2 separate regions of the Mus musculus genome follow, and region 2 is linked to region 1. Evidence: chromatin contacts called from public Hi-C data. All regions are on one chromosome and are shown on one strand. The core of a region is the stretch at or near the end of the contact, and the rest is flanking DNA. Distances in the headings are between cores, read along the strand shown.

Region 1 (6,796 bases), core at 1,978-4,477:
CTATGTTCTCAGGGCCCTGGCACTTGGCTAGAATGTATTTTCTCACACTCTTATCATCTAGACAGGGTCACGGGATTAAATCTGGCCAATGAGCCATGGGAGAAAGTAGTATAACCTGCAACCTAAAACGTTTTCTTGTTTTGTTTCTGTGTGTGCCTTGTATACATACATGTTCAAGTGTGTGTGCACATGTGTGCCTCTCTATGCATGTGGAGGCCCAAGGTTTATGTCAGGGGTCTTTCTATATTCTTCTTCTGTTCTATATATGCATATATAAATATTTGAGACAGGGTTTCACCATGTAGCCCTGGTTAGCCTGGAGCTCATGTAGACCAGGCTGGCTTCAAACTCAGAGCTCCTCTGATTCCTGCATGCTAGGACTGAAGGCATTGTATCTGGCTCCACTTTCTTTTCTGAGACCAGGTCTCTCACTGAACCTGGAGTTCACTGATTGGCTAGACTGGCTGGATAGCCGGTGAGCCCCAGGGACACCCCCATCTGCCTCCTCAGTGTGGAGTTACAGATACATCACCACGCCCAACTTTTACACTCGCTCTAGGAATCCAAACTCTGGCCCTCATGATTGTAGGCAACCATTCTACCCTCTGCATCACCTCCCCCGGACCCTATGCACTAAAACTTTCTCTAAGGCTTTCCTTCCACGGTTTCCCTTAATTATTGACATCTGTGGAGGATCCAGTGGAAGATCCCACAGCTCCGTCGACGAAGCCTCAAGATGGACAGAGCCTGGAGCCCGGTGTGACAGGTGGAGCTGAGCCCAATCATGTTTGTTTGGACCATGGAACCCGGTAAAAATATATTATATCTGTAAGTCACTAAGATGTGGGGTGAGTAGTTCCAGCCATCACAGTCAGTTCAGCCCTGCAGACCCACTGACAGGAGCACTGACAGGCAGAGGTGTTCCCATGGAGACAGTACCTACAGGAGACACACGACTGTCATGGAAACAGCACATACAGGAGACACACAACTGTCATGGAGACACATACAAGAGAGATGTGACTGTCATGGAGACAGTACATACAGAAGACGCATGGATCTTTCTCCTTTCAAGATTCTTCTGTTTCATCTACTTTTAGGTTTTCAATTGCCATTTATGTGTGTGTCTGCGAAATGTATGCTGTGTGCGGGAAACTGAACCTCGGTCCTCTGCAGGAGCAGCAAATGCTCTCAACGGCTGAGCCAGCTCTCCAGCCCTTCACCGACTTTTCAAAAGAACTTTAAGATGAAGTTACAGCCTGAACATCCTCAATCCACCAGCCTGAAATGCAAGACTCAGAAATCCAAAATATTTCTAGTCCCAAGCATCCATTCTCTCTCTCTCTCTCACTCCCTCCCTCCCTCCCTCCCTCTCTCTCTCTCTGATCTGAACTTAGGGCCTTATGTATATGAGAAAGCACTCTATCATTAAACACATCCTCAGTTCTCCCACCCTTTAACACATGATGTTTGAGAGTCTCATACCATGGATTTTAGTTATTTTCATCCAGCTCTCCCCTCTCTCCCCTCCTGCTGATTCCCTTCTCTCTGCTTGCTGGTCCCTCTCTGTGTGTGGCCAATGAGTTTAGTTAGTTTCTTCCCCAGCATGGCTTGGAGGATATTTACTGGTTCCAGTGCAACTTACCAATGGCTACACCACTGAAGGACACGTGAATCCCACAAATAGTAGCAAGCAGTAGTGTCTTGGGGAGAGGTGAGGTCTCAGGCCCTTGGCTCCATGCACGATGAAGTGCTGAGGGACTCAGGAAGCCACAGTGGCAGTGAACTCAACTCCATTGTCTTGTAGGATATGTTCCATCCTCTGGCTCTGAACAGTTTTCTGCCCCTCCAATCAGGACCACACACTCCATGGTCACTTAAGCTCCATGTGTTAGCGTGGTCACTGCCACACACTGCCGCAAGATGCCAGGTGCACCACTAAGCTCAGATGGGGAAGAGGAGATGGGTGTGGGGATCATACTTGTGTTGACAGGGAGGGCAGAGGGAGAGAGAAGTGGGGGAGAAGAGGGAGGAGGGAAAAGAGGGGGAAGGAGGAAGAGGAGGAAGAAAGAGGAGGAAGAGGGAAAGAGGAGGGACAGAGGAAGAGAGGAAGAGAGGGAGAAGGAGGGAGAGAGAGGGAGAGAGAGAAAGAAGAGAGGAGGGGAGAGAGGGAGAAAGAGGGAGAGAGGGAGGAGGAAGTGAGAGGGAGAAGGGGAAGAGGGAAAGAGATGAGGAAGAAAGGAAGAAGTGAGAGAGAGAGAGGGAGAGGGTGAAGGGGGGAAGAGGGAGGGGTAGAGTGCTGAGATGCTTCCCAAGGTCAGCCATTTTCTCACTGGGGTCTTTTCCAAATCAATTTTGGGACACCCGAGGACAGAGGCAGGTCTTAGAATTTTCAGGGGGGTCTGACTATAACCAGCAGGGAAAGTGAGAATACGATCAGGATGGGGTGGATGCTGTGGACCCCAAACTTAAGCATTAGAACTTAATATCTGGCTGGGTATCCTAATAGGATGTGGTCACTGGGGACTGGGGTCTGGAGACTGAATGTTTGATTGGGATAAACTCTCCCCATTTGGGAAGATGAAGATGCTATAGAGAGGAATACTGTGTAGTGCTTCTCACTGAACTCCACATTAGGGTGGTCAAGAGTTAGGGTGCTACTCAGCAGTATAGCAGCTGCCTGGAAAACCCAAGTGAGGGCCTGGGAGTGTGGTTCAATAGAAGAACACCTACCTAGCATGTGCGAATCTTTGGTTTCAAGCAAATGCACTCACACAGAAACACACACACACACACACACACACTCTAAAAGTTATACTTATTTATTCATATGTGTGTGTACATGTATGTGTTCCATGGTGCATGTGTGGAGGTCAGGGACAGTCTGTAGGGTTGTGTGTTCTCTCTTTCCAGCAGGAGGTCCCAGGAATAGAACTTGGGTCATCAAGCTTGTTTGCAAGCACCACACACGGGCGAATCTCACTAGCCCCCAATTTTATATCTCGCATATTTCACCACAATTAAGTCAAGATCAAAGAAATGTAACTTCCATGTGTGAAACTGGTGGTGACCAAATTGCACAGTGCACACAGCTCCAAAAATGCCTTGGGGACTCTTCAAAGCTCGTGGCCTTTCAAGTAGGATTGTCACCAGGAGAACAGCTCGTTGTTCCAGGAGGTGGCAGCCGCCTGTCCAGGTCAGAAAGCAACTGCCAAGAACTCATTGGCCCCTGGCTGGCAGCCAGCCGTCCATCTGTCAGCTCACATTGGCATCCGGAGGGAGGCAGGGGCCTGGTACTCATGGTGCTTGCTGCCTATGCCTGGTGCTGGCTCCTAGGGGCTTTCCACTTGGCTGCACAGGGATGGGCAGTAAAGGCTGTCATGCCTAGGATCTGTGTGCCCCAGGGCACCAGCAGGAGAGTAGCTGTGGACTCTGAGTTGGGTAGTGATGACTATCCAGCACAGTCCACACTCAGCACACGTGGTGGCAGCGAAGCTCTTCTACCTGGCAGCCACCCTCTTCCCTCTGCATCCCTCCTCCCTCTTAGCCTTTTGTTGAATCTCAGGTTTTCTGGGGACACGAAAGGCTTCTCTAGTAAGTCCACAGAGCTCTTAAAAGGAGCTCACCACATCTGTGAACTCGAGGACACCCATGGTCAGCCCCGTCACTGGCTCTTCCCATATCTTCTCTTTTGTGTTTTTAAGACTATGGGGGAGAAACAGGGTCTCAACTATGTTGCCCAGGCTGACCCCAAGCAACCTTGCCTCAGTCTCCTGAGCATCTGAGACCTCAAGTGGAAGGCAGGGCCTGACTTTCTGGTCCTATTTTTTTTCCTTCTGCCCCAATCCTGACACAGTGGAAACTCACGCTACCTTTGTGATCGTCTGGTGAATTTTATAACATGAACCTGAAGTTGGGCCATGTGGGCTTGAGTCTTGGCTCTACCACTTACTGGTGACAGAGCCAAAAAGCACAGGGAACCCAATGTCCTCCTCTGGCCTCTGTGCATGCACGCACGCACACACACACACACACACACACACACACACACACACACACACACACACACACATTATAATTCCATCCAGACGTGAGAGAACACACTACCTATTCTGTGTGCTCTGATGTGACTTTCTGAACCTCTCTCAATTTCTCAAAGGGTTTGCCCACAAATAGAAAGAAATTGATGTACAAAAATTTTCTTATAATGGTGATGGGTTGTTTGAGACCAGACTGCCAGGTTTTCTGCCAGCGAGATAGCTCAGCAGGTAAAGGTGCCCACCGCCAAGCCCGATAGCCTGAGTTCTATCCCTGGGATCCACATGGTAGAAGGAGAGACCTGACTCCTATAAGTTGGCCTCTGACAAGGCATGTGCAAACACACACACATAAACAAACAAAATTTTAAACTTAAAAAAATCTAGACCTAGAAGTCTAGAGGTTTCACAGGGTATGGTGGGGCAAGAAGTTTCAGGTGTTTGATGCAAAAGGAGGAGACCCTCGAGACTGGAGGCCCAAACCAATGAGCCTTCAGGGTGAGTGGACTGAAAGTGGGAAGACATGGCTGCACCTGGAGCTGAAGGTTTGCTGCTTTTGAAATGGGTCTCAGTGGATGTGCCTCAGGCATCTAAACAGATGAGCCTGGACGCTCTGAAGGACCCTAAACATGGCCACAGTTGTCCTTAGGTCAGGTAGAAAGGGAGTCTCAGAGAGAGACAGGAGCACGCGAGACATAAAGCACAATTTGGTGGCTATGACTACAAGCCGTCGTGATCTGGAGCCACCAGAGCTGGAGGAGGCAGAAGGACGGTGTCTCCAGAGCCTGCAGGGGACGGGGTCAGGTCAGCGGCCTGATTTTAGTGCCAAGTCTGTCAGAATGTGAATGGAAGGAGCGTCTGGGTTTGAAGTTACGAAGTCTCTGAGTTTTCCTGGTAAAGGAAGTCATGGGGCAGTGATTTTAAATGAGCTGTCATGATTGGCAGGCGAGTGACTGTCACCCCAAATCCAGGAGACAGAGGGAAGCCTGGGATTAAAAAAAAAAGAAAAGGCACTGTCCCCCTAAATCAAATCAAATCAGAAAGAATGTTGCTAAAGAGCCATGTTGTCATTAAAGCAGCATGATGGCCTTCGATGACATCTGCGTTGGGAAGTAAGCTGGTCTCAGGAAGTTGAACACTGCACACTGCACACTGCACACTGCACACTCTGGCTCTAGGGGTGTTACTGTGCTTGTGGTTGTGTGCACCATGCGTATGGGAGCACTCACTTGCCTGGAGGCTGGATAAGGATGCTGGGTGTTCTGCTCCATCCCTCTGTGCCTTACTCCCCGAGATTCTCGGACCCTGGCCAGTCCCCCCACCCCCCACTGATGTCTCTGTCTCTGACTGGCAGCTCCTCCAGAGCACAGCGTTCCTGTCCACTCAGTCTCTCCTCTCAGTTCCTATGCTTCCTATGCACGTGCTCAACACACACTCTGTAGTATGAATTAGAAGTCTACTGTTGTATGGCTAGTCCAAGGCTCAGTCCTCCCCTGAGTGGCCCTGGTGTGAGCCGTGTGGGTTGGCATCTTCATTCCACAGTCATTCATTCAGTGGCTCTCTGAACCTGGAGCTAGGCTGGTAGCCACCATCCTCTTGTCTCCACCCACTCAGTACTGAAGTTACAGGTGTGTCGGGCATGCCTGGCGTTTTACATGGATGTTGGGATTTGAACTCAGGTCCATACACATGCAGAGCAAGTGATCTTATCCACAGAGTATCTCCAGGCTCTGGGTATTATTTTAAAAGATGCTTGGAGGAACAGAGTGTGGAACAGTACCTGGGGTTGGAGCAGGACTGAGAAGATGTTAATTAAAGTGCAAGATTTCAATCAGATGGTGGGGCTTATTAAAAAGATCCATTCTGCACCATGGGCACTGCCGTTGCTACAGTTAGGGTTGCCATGCACCTGTGATTTTGGGGAGACTTCAAGCACCCACCCCCATGAAAGCTACCTAGTTCCATCACACAGCCCAGCATATCTGCAGTCTCAGTATCCCACTGTTCATAGAGGTGTAGCTTGCATGTTGCAAGTACAATCGGCGTAGGCCAGACTGACCACAGTCTTTCTTTCATAAACTCAGCCTGGAGTGACTACGCTTCTGGTGGTTTGCCAAGGCTACCCAAAGAAAGCTACATCACCCCGCTCTGTGGGCTGTGCCCCAGACTCAGCCTGGCTCCCACTGCCTGCTTTCTACCTCCACTGGACAAACTGAAGGACTGTGGCCCAGGCTGGGACTCAGCCAGGCAGCCCAGTTGACCCTCTCACTAAAAGCCATGTCTAGCCATGCACAAATATCTGGATCCCATCTTGCAGAAGCCCTAAAACACAGAAGATTTCAGAGTAAATTATCTGCTCCTAAAGAGAAGTGAAGCCAGGCACTTCTAACTGGCAACTGGAACACGAAAGCCCAGTGCTGGAGGCCACCTACTTAACCTAGAAAGTGCACTATTCTGATAGAGAGCCTCCTGGGGCTGAGGCAAGTCCAGGAGACCCCACAAATCAGATGGGACTCCAACAGGCCATGGCGTTATATAAGAGACCCAGAATACACTTAGTTCCACCCTCCCCCATGGACTCTAAGATAGCAATAGAGAAGCTCAAGAAATCTCATCTGCACTGGGGCCTCTGCAGCTCTCAGTGACCGAGATTCATAGCTAGCGCCAAACCTAAGATGCTCTGGGTACCTGGAAAAATGTGTGTGTTGTGGGTTGGCCTGATGTTGTTTGTATTCTGATGTTAATTCTGCGTCCTCAAG
Region 2 (6,796 bases), core at 1,253-3,752, 68 kb before region 1:
TGCTGCCTTCCCAGCAGTTACAACAGGACCAGGCTCATTGTAGGTGTTCATTAAATACAGAGTGAAAGGGGACGAGAAAGCAAAGGTGCCGACCTCTCCCAGGCTCAGCAGTTAGGGGCCACGCTAACTCTCCCCACATCCTTGCCTGGGTGGCGCTTAAGGCTTGGGGATACTTACACGGCTATGGACATGTTGGCTGCAGACAGGGGACTCACTTCTGCTACCTCCTTGGCTTTCTGTAGAGCCAGCTTCTGATTGGCTGCCTCTTCCTCTTCTTGCTCATCCTGGAAGGTAAGTGGGATTCTTGTTCACAAGAACAAAGGGCCTGGCGGGGGTGGGGGGCACTTCCCACCTCCAGGGGGGGATTTCCCACCTCGCTGCCAGCTGGGGCAAAAGTGAAGTACTGAGAAGTAACTTCAGCTTGGACCTTCACCAGTTAGAACCAAGCCCCCCACCCCACCCCCCACCCCCGTCAGACTGGGTGGTGAAGTATACTGCCATTCCCGTGTGGTCATGCTGGCTTGCTAGCTTATTAACCTTGGTAGCCCAAGCTGGTTTGGAACTTGAGATGGTCTCAGCCCAGCCTCCCCAGTACTAGAATAACAGGCACATGCACGCATGCCTGGCTACCCTGCCTCTGTTCCCCCAACTGTGTTTCAGGTTTTATGCTAGCTGGAACAGAGCTCTGTCCCTGAGCTGCACTCCCAGCCCTGTGTCTGTAGGTGTTCTGTGCTTTACAGGTCGTTTAAGTGCTCAGAATCCGCTCCCTTCGACATCCCCAGAGGCAGAGCCGTAGGTTCCCCAACTGTCAACAGCCCAAAGGCAGTCTGGGGTTTATAAGATCTATCCGCAGCCCCAACTGTGGGAAGATGGGGAGAGAGGGGTTGGCTTATGGTTTCAATTCATGGCCTAGGTGGTTGGGGACTTAAAGTCATTTCACTATGTCGCAGAAAAGCCCTCAGTTGCCCAGTGTGGTGCAGGTGATGAACGCCATTAATCCTAATGCTCAGGAGGTAGAGGCAGGAAGTTCTCTGTGAGTTTGAGGCTAGCCTGGTCTACATAGTGAGTTCAAGGTCAGCTAGGGCTACAAATTGAGACTCTTTGTTAAAAAAAAACAAAAAAATTGAAAGAAAGGAAGAGAGAGAGAGAGAGAGAGAGAGAGAGAGAGGGAGAGAGAAAGAAAAGAAAAACCCATCAATGGAAAGACAAAGAAAAAACAAGGAGGAAAGAGATAAAACCAAACCCACCAATAAGAGAAGCTATGGGGACTGCCCCCACTTTCTAAGCTCCCCTGGAACAGAAGTAACCTGCACCTTAATCACTGTCAGTGACAGGAGACAGGGTTCCCTGATGTCAGGCACCGTGTCCAGCATCTTTTAGACCCAGGTGGTTGGAACATTGGTCTCAGCCACACTGAAAACGAATGTTTCCCGGCCCCGGCAGCACCTGCAGACCCAGGGCTGCCTTCGGGATCTACACTTTCAGCCGGCAGCTGGGTGGGTGTGAAGCACATTCAGGTTTAATTGTCTCGTGTGCAGTGGAGAAAACCACAAGGTTCAGATTCAGCCAGGGTGAAAATCCCAGCCATAACCACTTATTGCTGTGTGACCCTCAGTAAAATCTCTCCATTTCTCTGTGTCTCTTCTTCATGACCAAGCTTCCAGGACTCCCTGACTCAACCCACTGCACTATTCCCTTCAGCACTAACAAACAGTGCTTTTAAAAATGCATCTGATTTCTGGCCTGCCTCTACAACCTGAATCCTGTCCTCCCAGGGCAGGGACTGTTGTCTGTCTGTCTGTCTTGCTCACCGTACTCTCCCTGGCTTCGAGCCTGTGCTCACTGTTGGTAGTCAATCCATGATTACGGATGAGGCATGGTATCTGTAAAATGTAGCTCAAACAAGTCCCTTCCTTTGCTTGGGGATTACAATGGTGTGAGCCACATGTACAGTGGATGAAGGGGAAGACGGGGGTCTGCAGGGGGATGGCTGCCTTCACTTTGGAGTGTAGCTGGCCTGTCTTCCCATGCCAGCCTCCTGTGTCTTGGATGAGCTCATGGCTGGATCGGACTGTGGTGACACATGCCAGCCAGCTTCATGGTGGCTGAACTCTTGGCTTTGTGCCTGGGGTGGGAGACTTCCGCTTTTCCCTGCCGGAGGTGGGGCTGGGAAATTCTCCCTCCCTCCTGCCAGGGCAAACAGATGGAAGCTTGGCAGCCCCTACCCCTGTAGCCTTGCAGTCCTGGGTTCTGAGGCACTGGGGAGGGGCTCCGGGGCTGGGAGGAAGACTCTGCCTGCAAGCATTGTGTGTTAATTCTGCAGAGCCAGCCGTGGCTGCAGGAAAGATGGTCTCTGTCCCTGACACCTCAAGACTGCACAAACTGCGGTTTCTCTATGTTTTCTCCTCCAAGGCCGATGAGCCCAGCTCTGGCACATGGGCCCCACTCATCACCACCTTGTCCAGGGTTTTCTGCGCAGCCCATAATCTGGCTGCTCTGTTCACAGCCACCAGGGGGCGTGAGCTGCTTTGCAGAAAGCAGGGTTTCCTCCCCCAGGCCTGACTGGCATGGACCTGAGGACACTTAGGATGCCGGAGGATGCCTTGAGGGGCACGTGATGCCAGCTTGTCCCCAGATAATTCAGCGTCACTGAGTAGGAATGAAACCTGGGCTTCATCTCACCCGGTGACTTTTCTTCCCGAGTTCCTGCCCCAGCTCTTCTCTGCCCTTTGTAGGGCTCCATCTTTGCTCTTGCAGTTCCTGGTGTATGGCACTGGCATCTACCTTCCCTGGCCTTGGCTTTCCCACATGTGGTGTGTGTGTGTGTGTGTGTGTATACACACACACACACACACACACACACACACACACACACACATGCATATCTTTTTTTTTTTTTTTTTGAGGGAACACAGGTTCTTTATGTGGCACGCGTCTTAAACTTTCAATCCTCCTACCTCAGTTCTGTGCTCAGTCACACACCACCACGCTGGCTGCATGATGCTTTAAGTAGTGGCCATACCATCTGCGACCATGGATCTTTTCTTTCTGACCCTCAGTTTCCCCTTCTCCGAAGGAGGACTGGAGTGGAGCCTGGCACCTGGACCACAGCTCTGTACTGTTGTCCCTTGGAAGGCCAGCCTGAGGGCATTCCATCTGGCTAGTTCCTCAGCACAGGGTCACAGGTGGAAACATAAGCCTGCAGACCCACCCTGTCTTCCCAGCCAGGTAACCTGTGCACCTTGTCTCGAACCTCCTATCAACTGTCCCCTGGCATGCTCCCTGTGGAAGTCAGAAGGAGGGTGATTTGGGGGAAGGGGCAACCCTTGTCACTGTGTCTGAGCCTTGCTAGCTCCAGCTCTGCCAGAGGCCCTACCAAGTCACTCCTTGCCCCATCCTTTGGCTGGCAGCAGTGCCCATTATCCTGAAAGTCCTTATTCCTCAAGCCTTTGGGTGCAGGCTCAATATCTGTCCTCAGAAGCCACCTTACTGTCCCCTTCCCCTTCTGGGCTACAAACTATCTTGATCAGGGATGGCATGGCTCCAGGAGAGGTGCCCAGTGCTCCCATCCCCAGCAAGAGCCCTGACCCAGCCCCCACATCCCTCCAAACCCTGCTGTCATGATCTGCCATGAGCAGGTGGTTACTGTGCCCTCCACCTTGGTGAGCTCCTGGGCATTGGCCAGGTTGTCCACTGCGATGGCCAAGAACACGTTCAGCAGGGTGTCTGTATGTCGAGTCAGGGAAAGCAGCTGATGGAAGGAAGCTCACGGCCTGGTGGGGCTGGTGGAGCCTGGGCATTTGGGTCCCGCCTGCTCCACCCACACCCAGTCTGTCCCTGGTGCCCACGAAGGATACAGTTCCCGAAGAGGGTGAGGACGATGAAGTAGATGGAGAACACCATGCCGCCCTGCACGCCCCCCTGAGACTTGATCCCATCATACATGACCTCATTCCAATCCTCGCCAGTCAGGATCTGAAAGATAGGGACAAACACACAGCCAAGCCCCTCTCAGCCACCAGCTCATTGGAGCCACAGCTTCGGCCATGTCTGTCAGCCCAACCCCAGCCCAGGTCTTCTGGAGCCCTTGTGAACTTCTATCTCTGTGCCTGTGGCTGGGGGTTCTCAGCTTGGCTGTGGGAAATAGGGGATATGGGTGTCTCAAGGCTTTTGGTGACCCGTCTTTTCTGATGTGACACAAGTGTTAGCTCTGGACTAAATGGGTCCCTGTCAAGCTCCAAGGCAGAAGCTCAGCTCAGAGTGAGTTGGTATTTGGCAATTTAGCGAGACCCTGTCTCTAACAGCAAACAACAATTTAAAAAGGCACCGATTCTGGGGATGGAGCTGGGTGGCAGAGTGCCTGCCTAGCTCACATTTGCCAATGGTTATTGGACCTTCTAAGAAGTACCTGGGGTGACATGGGGTCAAGAGGGTGAAGCCTGTATTCCGGCTTGGAGGAGGAGGAGGGAGAGAAGGAGGAGGAAGAGGAAGAAGGAAGAGGAAGAAGAGAAGGAAGAGGAAGACAGAGGTTTGGGGATGTAGCTCAGAAGATGTAGCAAGTGTAGAGCATGTGTTTAACATGTACAAAGTCAGGATTTCTATCCCCAGGACCACATAAACCAGGCATGGTGGCACAAGCCTGCCATACCAGCACTGGGGAGGTGGGCATGAGAATGAGTTGAAGGACAGCCTTAGCTATACAGCTAGCATGAGGCTAGCCTGGGCTATATGAGATTCTCTGTCTGTCTGTCTGTCTGTCTGTCTCTCTCTCTCTCTCACACACACACACACATGCCATAGTGTTAGTGTGAAGACCAGAAGACAATATGTACGAGTCCGTTCTCTCCTTCTACCACATGAGCACCAGAGATAGGACTCAACTTGTCAGACTTGGGGATAATCATGTTTGCCTACTGAGACATGTCATTGATCTGCCTGCCTGCCTGTCTGTCTGTCTGTCTGTCTGTCTACCTACATACCTACCTATCTATCTATTGTCAGGGTCCCACTATGTAGACTAGGGATTAAAGGCCTATATCACCATACCCAGCCCTCCTGTCTTTTAAAATGAAAACAACAAAACAAAACAAAACAAAAAACCACTACCCCAGTTTCTTTCCTTCTATTTACAGTCTCCTGAGGATAAAGGAAATAGGAAAGAACTCCTCTGCTATGGCCAGGCTTCTCAGCCTGGCACTGCTGGTCCAGGGTGGGTCATTCTCTGGGAGGAGCAACCCATGCCTGCCCAGTGCTGAACATCCCTGGCCTCTGATAACCAGATGCCAATGTCATCTGCTTACCCCAAATAGGTATGACCATCAGCAGGGTCTGCAGACAATCAATCAGCAGGGTCTGCAGACAATCAATCAACAGGGTCTGTGACAATCATCGGGGTCTGCAGACCATCAACAGAGTCTGCAGACACTGTCCCTGTCCTGGGAGGAGCTTGGGCCTGCCAATCATCTGCTCTCTGGCTCTGGGTGTTGCTTCACAGCTGTCTTCTCTCAAGCCAGCCTGGCAGTCGCATTTAGAAACTGCCAGCTTTTTAAGAAAAGGAAGGATGGAGGCCATATTCTCTACATAGTCTGTTCTCTCCCAAAGAAAAAACCTCAATCTGAGTATGTTAGAGATCTCTGATCGGCCACTCTCCAAGCCTCAGTGAAGGAAGCAAGCCGTCTTGTCCTGGAACACGTGGAGACTCCTGCTTCGAAGATGGGTAGAGGTATCAACCAGGCCTTTCCCTTTTTGTTTTGTCTTGTTTTGGGTGGGATCTCATAGCCTGACCTTGAACTGGAGTTCCTCCAGTCTCAGCCTCCTGAGTGTTAGGATTACAGGTGTGTGACATTACCCTGGGCTCTCTTTTCATTTTGGCTTCCCTTCTTCCTTCCTCCCCCCCCCCTTATGTCTTTCTATCTGTCTTTCTTTTCTCTTCCTCAGTGTCTCATGTAGCCCAGGCTGACCCCAAACTCATTGTAAACTGAGGATGACCTTACATCCTCTTGCCCCAGCCTCCATGTCCTGGGACAATAGTCCAATGTGCGTCATGCCTAGCCAACTTTGCTGGTTGCATTCTGATACTTAAGAACCTGGAGCCCTGGAGGGATGTCTTATCTTAGGGAAGCCAATTCCTGGACATGGGGAAGAATTGAGTGATTGTTCTTCTGATGGAGATCAGCTTCCCCTGACACCTCCTTCCAGTCCTTCCAGCGTGGGGCAGACAGTCCACTTCACCTTCGCAGGGAAACCTCAAGCAAGGCTCTTCTGTACCTCGACTGGCCCGGGTGCTTTCCTGTGTGGCCCTGTATGGCAGCCTATATGCTTTTTCTTTGTGTTTGTGCATTGTGTTTGGCTGTACTTAGGCTGGAATCCGGGGTCTCATAACATATTAAATAAAAGCTCTAGCACTGAGCCACATCTCCAGCAACAATGAAAACAAGCATTCCAAAACAGCGGGGAAAGGGAAGAAATGGAGGAATTCAGGGATGCTCCTGGCTGCTGGGAAGCCCCTGTCCATGTTTAGGAGCCTGAATCAGGGCCGAGGAGCTCATACCTGAAACACAGTCATTATTGCTGCTGGAAAAGTGTCGAAGTTGGTGGGCGGAGTCCCCTCATCAAAATTAAATCTGCAGAAAGCAAGGACATTTTATGTTAGCCCTCCTTCTCTGAAGTCCTGGTTCAGCTTCTGGTTTCCATGGTAACATCTAGAGTATCTCTGTGTCCCAGGAAGATCCTGTATCTGGTACCCAGAAGCCTGCTACCCTATATGACCATTTGTGTCCTGAGGGCAGTCACGAGA

What was found. Hi-C and Micro-C count contacts between places; a contact is called where the count stands out from the background.
Region 2: a Hi-C map of cerebellum shows a contact between it and region 1, with 2.3 times the contacts expected there. The contact joins two enhancer-like sites. A contact is called at or near these places in 12 of 484 Hi-C or Micro-C datasets (the C2C12 cell line, the G1E-ER4 cell line, brain and 5 more), 1 of 115 datasets of contacts at active chromatin or transcription factors (embryonic stem cells) and 3 of 9 other capture datasets (embryonic stem cells, liver and pancreatic islet).

Annotation. Positions count from the first base shown.
Region 1 is chr8:84,482,567-84,489,362 of GRCm38.p6, reverse strand. All of the region lies in intron 3 of Cacna1a (calcium channel, voltage-dependent, P/Q type, alpha 1A subunit), which reads right to left. Among named protein-coding and RNA genes, the nearest start is that of Cacna1a, 71 kb to the right of the region's middle. Within about 2 kb of position 3,227, at least 6 of the 459 cell types and tissues checked have an H3K27ac peak or open chromatin away from gene starts, as enhancers often do. A contact at or near this core is called in cerebellar granule neurons and cerebellum, where this site is marked.
Region 2 is chr8:84,550,192-84,556,987 of GRCm38.p6, reverse strand. Cacna1a (calcium channel, voltage-dependent, P/Q type, alpha 1A subunit) reads right to left here. Exons shown (of 47, transcript NM_007578.3): 15 at 6,551-6,623; 16 at 3,858-3,975; 17 at 3,659-3,726; 18 at 178-284. Among named protein-coding and RNA genes, the nearest start is that of Gm32854, 35 kb to the left of the region's middle. Within about 2 kb of position 2,502, at least 48 of the 459 cell types and tissues checked have an H3K27ac peak or open chromatin away from gene starts, as enhancers often do. A contact at or near this core is called in cerebellar granule neurons and cerebellum, where this site is marked.